Linked DNA regions of Zea mays: region 1 is linked to region 2. Evidence: chromatin contacts called from public Hi-C data. All regions are on one chromosome and are shown on one strand. Each heading gives the region's core, a stretch centred on a gene start, on an enhancer-like site or on the middle of the called end of the contact. The rest is flanking DNA. Distances are from core to core; before and after follow the strand shown. Region 1 holds the start of LOC100277702. Region 2 holds the start of LOC100274089.

Region 1 (2,959 bases), core at 456-2,955, 340 kb after region 2:
TTGCTTTTACCTGAAGAGCTTAATTGGATTGATGGAAGCGCGGTGAGGCGAGATGAGGAATTGGAATCCGTTAGGGCTGATTTGGTGACTGGGGATCCCCAGGGAAAGAAAACCTCTTGCTATTCAAAATTAAATTGGAAGGAGATTCCTCCCCCATGGATCCCCTTGGGATCCCTAATCACCAAATTAGCCCTTAGGCGGCGAGCCCGGCACGTCCGTTCCGCTGACCGGGCCGTCGCCGCCGAGCGCTAGCGGACAGCGCGGGGCACGCCCGCAGTGACAAGCGAGACGTACGATAGAGTAACAGAGAGCCATGCATTATTAGGGTATATATATACTAGCAGGACGGAGTATATATATAGGCAGTCACGTCCGTTCCGCCAGCCACAACCAGGCCGTCAGCGCCGAGCGCTAGTGGACACCGTGGGCACGCACCCGCGCGCCGCAGCTAGCGACAGCAGTTTCCTGTGCCGCCGGCGGCAGGGCCAACGCCCGCCCGCATCCGCCATCTGCGTCGCTCGCCCCCAACACGACACCGCCGCGGCGCAAAACGATGATGCGAGTAGGTACGTGAACGTGAACGCGCGCAAGCATGCTCGCTCCCGAGTGCGATCCGCCGCGCGCGCGCGCAGCGCCAAGAGCTGGGCTGTGAACAGGCAGTGCCCGTTGCGAACGACGCGCACAGAACAGGCACAGTGCGTCGGTGTCCCCGGCCAGAGGACTAGACGACGACCGTCGACCAGTGCCTGGCGGCCTCTCTGGCCGCGGCCCGCGGCTCTGGTGTGCGTGTGCGCGTAGCGCGCATGGGGTCGCCACGTGGGGTGTCTCACGAGGCGCAGCGCATTGCAGTGCCTAGGATTCGACCTCGGAGTGATGGATGGATGGATGCGCCCTTTTCTTTTCCTTCTGCATGGCCTCTTTTACTTTTGCCCGATGGATCTCCCACCATTCTCCGCCGGTCGTCTTTAAATGCGGCGCTAAACGCTACCGCCTCCTCGCCCTGTGCTCCGCTGCTCTGCTCCACTCTCTGCATGCATGCCGCCTAAGCCTAGTAGTGGGCTGTGGTTAGTGTACTGGCTAGCTAGTACTCACTCTGCCTGCTGTCCCTACAGCGCGTGCAACAATGCTTTCCCGCCTGACCCCGGATACCACAGCTAGCACAGGGGGCATCTATACGTAGCAGATGATCAAAGCTAACAAATGACCACCAACCCAACCCCACCATTAGAGGCTTTGGGTGCAGTACTTTAATCCGGAAAGAGGCTGAAGTAGCATGGAAGCTATCTGTTTGTTCTTGCGTTTCCCGAGACGTCATTGTTTGGAATCTGACGGGGAAGAGGAAAACGGCACATATATGCGATGGCAGACCAGATGTAAACTTGAAGCTAAAGCAACGCTGCAACGGGAGAGGAGGGTCCAGGATGTGGCTACGTGCCAGTGCCAGTGCCAATGCCATCCTTAATTAACAACATATATGCTTCCCATTCCCAAACAACAACATCGACACTGACCAGATAATTAATCCAAAGTTTCCCAACGACATGATTGCGGCCATTATTCCTTAATCTCCATACAGTACTGGACAGTATGTGTAGTACACTACGCTCCACAAGCGCTTTAATTAACAAACACCTTATTAATACACATCAGCCAGAAGGCAGCAGCAGTAGTACAGGAAGGCACGCGGCTAGCGGCCACCGCAGCGCGCGCAGCGGAGTGTGCAGTTCAACTCGGATACTGCCCCACCCCACCACCACCAGTCCACAGCTTTTGTCGCCTCCCCTAGCAAAGCTCGCACGAGATGAAACCCTGAGCTGCCCTTGCCATCGCCGCGGGGAGGGCCGGAGCGACAGGGGCGATGCCGTCATTATATTGCGCCCTCCACGCGCGCCTCCAATTATAATGCCGCGGCACGCCCCCACACGCCGTGCTTCGCTGCTCCCGCTCGGCTGAACAAACGGCTCAGGGAACACAGAGGCTATGCAGCCACCGCAGCCGCAGCCGGAGCCCGCCGCCAACCGGCGGGCACCCTCCACGTGCTCCCCCGCACAGAGGCGGAGCGGTGGCATTGGGTGCATGGCCGGCCTCCTCCGCCTCATCTCGCCGTACCACCGGAGCCACCACCGGAAGCGCCTCACCGCCAAGAACGCGCCAGCAGCGCGGGCCTCCCAAGCACCGCCACCCCCGCCGTCCTCGTCGTCGCCCAGAAAGAAGGCGGCGGCCCAGCAGCCTTCAGCTTCGCCCGCGGCTTCTCCGACGAAGCCGACGGTGCAGCAGCTGATGACGACCGCTGTTCGGCGGCGGCGCTCCTGCGACGCGCCGCGGAGCCCGACGATCGCGCCGGAGCACCGGCGCTCCAGCTGCGACAGCCCCCGGGCGCCGCCGCCGGCCATCATCGCCCGCCTCATGGGCCTGGAGGAGTCCGCGCCGTCCTCGCCCGCCGCGACGCTGCTGCGGCCAGTCGTCCCGAGTCGTCCGCCTCCGCCGCCGCCGGCGGCGGCGCCGGAGACAGCCGCGGAGAAGCGGCGGAAGCTGCTGGGCGCGCTGGAGAAGTGCGACGAGGACCTCAAGACGCTTCGCCGGATCATCGCGGCCGTCCGCGCCGCGGAGATGCGCGCGGCCTCCGCGTCCGAGGTCTGCCCGGCTGCAGCGAAGACGACGGCGCATGCGGGCAAGGGCGCCACGGGGACGTTCGCCCGCGACAACGAACACGTCGAACAGTCGCCGTCGCCGTCCCCATCGCCGCCGACGCAGCAGCAGCAGCACCCCAGCCCGGACTCGGTGCTGGACGCCATCAGCTCCCCGAGGTTCCCATGCAGGAAGCGGCCGTCTCCATGCACGGATCTCGATGTGGGTGGCAAGGGGGGCGCTTGCGGTGCCGTCGGATCGAAGATCGTGAAGCCCTCCCGAACCCTTGTTTTCTCCGGTACGTACGCACGTACGTAGCATACATGTCGCT
Region 2 (2,851 bases), core at 227-2,726:
GGCTGATAACCCAGCATGTAGTTAGCAAAATCCACAATCCAGTTATCCACCCACTGAGCAGAGAAGCAACCTATCCATCACAAGAAACAAATTTCCAGGTATATCAGCAATATCATTAAATGATATACAGGTATAAAGGTACAAATGGCAAAAACGATAGCCCATCTAAGCACTGGCATATTGGTACCGTACCGTTACCAAAAACAGCAACCGGTCAGAGTTAACTGCATGTTCTTAATCTGGAAATATTAACAAAAGGCATCTAGCCGTGGTTAATTGACAATCATGGTGGTGACACCTTTCCAAATGCCACCTGTCAATAGCAGCTCGTAATTCCAAAGACAACAAGTACAGTAACACATCATTTGGACGCAAGGTATTGAAAAGATGAAGAATGGTTTTTTTAGTTCCAAAACGTTGATTACTAGGCAAATTCCTAAATTTCCCAGCTCATACAATTATACCCCAGCTTGCTTAGCTTTGTGGAAGCAAAGACCATCCTTAAAAATTAAAACCACGAGCCCACAGTAATTTTTACAATAACACATTCACTCACACGAGTGATTTAGAAGATCAGAAAGTGCTGGGGAGCATAGATAAAATACAGGTGATCAAGAGAACAAGGGTATGTGAGAGAGGAGATCAGGCCGGCTCGAAGGAGGTAGCCTGGAAGCCGACAGAGCAGCTTTCAATAACTCAACTCGTAACGGGAAGCCCAAGTGATGAAACACCTTCCCAAATGATACTGCCTTAATAGCAGCGCCAAGCTTTCCAAAGCAAGTACGAAACTAGGACAGCACGGCAACACAGTGACACAGGGGGCGGACGACCCAGACGTGGGTGGGGTATAGTATAGGGATTCAATTCCGAATCAGTCCGTATTTCAGAAAAAATAAATGCCCGCGCACCTCGGCTTCCACGAAATCGTTATGTTGTGTCAGGTGATATTGATCTTTCGCTCTGGGATAGAAAAACCGAATCGAACCCTGCATGGATAGATTACAACGCTCTCAGACAGCAAATCCGCAACAAACTAAACACTCGGAATCCTTCCGTTCAGCAAACAAAAAAAACTCTTAAGAGTCAAAAGAATCAACCCAGCAAGCTAGGGTTACTTACCGAAATGAAGAAATCGAACCAGGTCCGGATGGATCTCCACTCCGAGCAAGTCCAGCGCCAGCAGAGGGGGGCGGGGAGCAGGTGAGCAAGTGCTCTCTACGAGAGACGACTTTCGGAGCGAAGGAGCTGGCTTAGTTTATCCGGTCGCCGGCGGTTTGGTCGCCGATGACGAGGCACCAAAAGCTGTGACGGGGAGAAGCTAGCAGAGAAGGTTCTAAAGCAGGGAAGCGATGGAATTGGAGCGGCAGAAATCAGCGAAGACGAATAGCGGAGAGTAGGAGGAGGTGGAAGAAGGCTGCACGGGGATTTCTCCCGCACAGTGAATCGGGAAAGCCGCCACCGCTCCGTGACATCACACCGTGGACTCACACGCGATGGGTGGGGTGGGGGGAAGAAAAGCCTCTGCAGGCTCTGCAGCACGTCTCCGCGCCTTCGTTTGCTGGTTTGACAAAACTTCTCTCGTCTCTGGTTTGACGAAACATTTTTTCCTCGTCTCCCCCTACCACATGTGGCAGAGAAAAACGGAAGTATACGGAGTAAAACTTTGGAGCATTGCTAAATCCACTTTTGATACTGTTTTTAAGCTGTGGAAACAAAACACTCCAAAAATAGGGTGTTTGGTTTATAGTGACTAAATTTTAGTTTATCCATTTGTCGGTACCTTAAAACTAGGGTACCCCTGCTACTATATAAAGACAAAGAACTCATGGGACTATCCCTTAGTCGGGAAAATATCCTATGCAATCACTTATCCTGGTGCAAGCATGCAATCAAGCGATCTGGTGCATCCGATCTATATCTAATGATGACTGTTATTTTATATTTAACCACTTCCACCTAAAACATAGTACCTATTTTACTTTTAACCCCTTCCATATGAAACCGTTGGATCTAGATTGGATGCTCTGGATAGTTTGATTGCACGCTTGTACCAAAATGAGTGATTGCACAGGATATGTCCTCCCCTTAGTCGCGTGGTAGAAGTGTTGTGTGTGGGACCAAGCCCTAGCTCGCCCCAATCTCAGACGGCTATTCTGGGTCCACAGCAGCGCCCGACTCCACCACATGGGCGGGTCCGAAGCCGCCACGTGTCCAGAGGAGGTGGCATGCTCCAAAGCATCAACAGTGAGTCCGGACCCCACGGGAGAGCGTCGGACCCCCAGATATACAGTTCGGACCTCTCCCCCCCCGTCCCCCCGTATGGGGTCCGGGCCGCCCACAGTGGGGTCCCAAGGTCACAGGACAGAATACACCCGGGCCTTGAACAGGACTCAGGCGGGGTCCGGTACCGACACGTGTCTGGACCTAGTCTAGTGCGGACCTGTCCGCATACACTTTTGCTCCCTGCCCAGGCGGAGACCCGATGCTGCCACGTGGCCAACTGCACGTGACGTAAGCCAACAGGCGGAGCCTGACGTAAGGCCTCCGGGTTACGCGGCCCCTGCATTTATTGCGGATAAGGCGCGCCGCCTATCCATTCCGCTGACAGGTGATGTACCGCCTCGGTATTTAATGAGACCTGTCCATTCCACTAGCAGGCGGCGACCTGTCCATTCCGCAGGCGGCGTGCCTGTCCATTTCGCTGGCAGGTGGCACGCCCATACTGTCACGTGCATTATGACCATCATTACTCGTACGTACCAAGGAAGCAGCTGTCGCATATCAATACTGTGAGGGCTGCGGACATCAGGGCGCCTGGAGATTGCTCAGGTGTCACCTGCATTAGTTACTC

What was found. A called contact is a pair of places that touch in the nucleus more often than the background predicts.
Region 1: a Hi-C map of root tip shows a contact between it and region 2, with 4 times the contacts expected there. The contact joins the promoter of LOC100277702 here to the promoter of LOC100274089 in region 2. A contact is called at or near these places in 8 of 25 Hi-C or Micro-C datasets (bundle sheath, ear, endosperm and 4 more).

What each region holds. Positions count from the first base shown.
Region 1 is chr1:51,971,943-51,974,901 of Zm-B73-REFERENCE-NAM-5.0, forward strand. It overlaps LOC100277702, which reads left to right and starts at 1,706. Exons shown (of 2, transcript NM_001151203.2): 1 at 1,706-2,926. The coding sequence starts at 1,981.
Region 2 is chr1:51,630,587-51,633,437 of Zm-B73-REFERENCE-NAM-5.0, forward strand. It overlaps LOC100274089, which reads right to left and starts at 1,477. Exons shown (of 10, transcript NM_001148468.1): 1 at 1,120-1,477; 2 at 909-986; 3 at 1-70.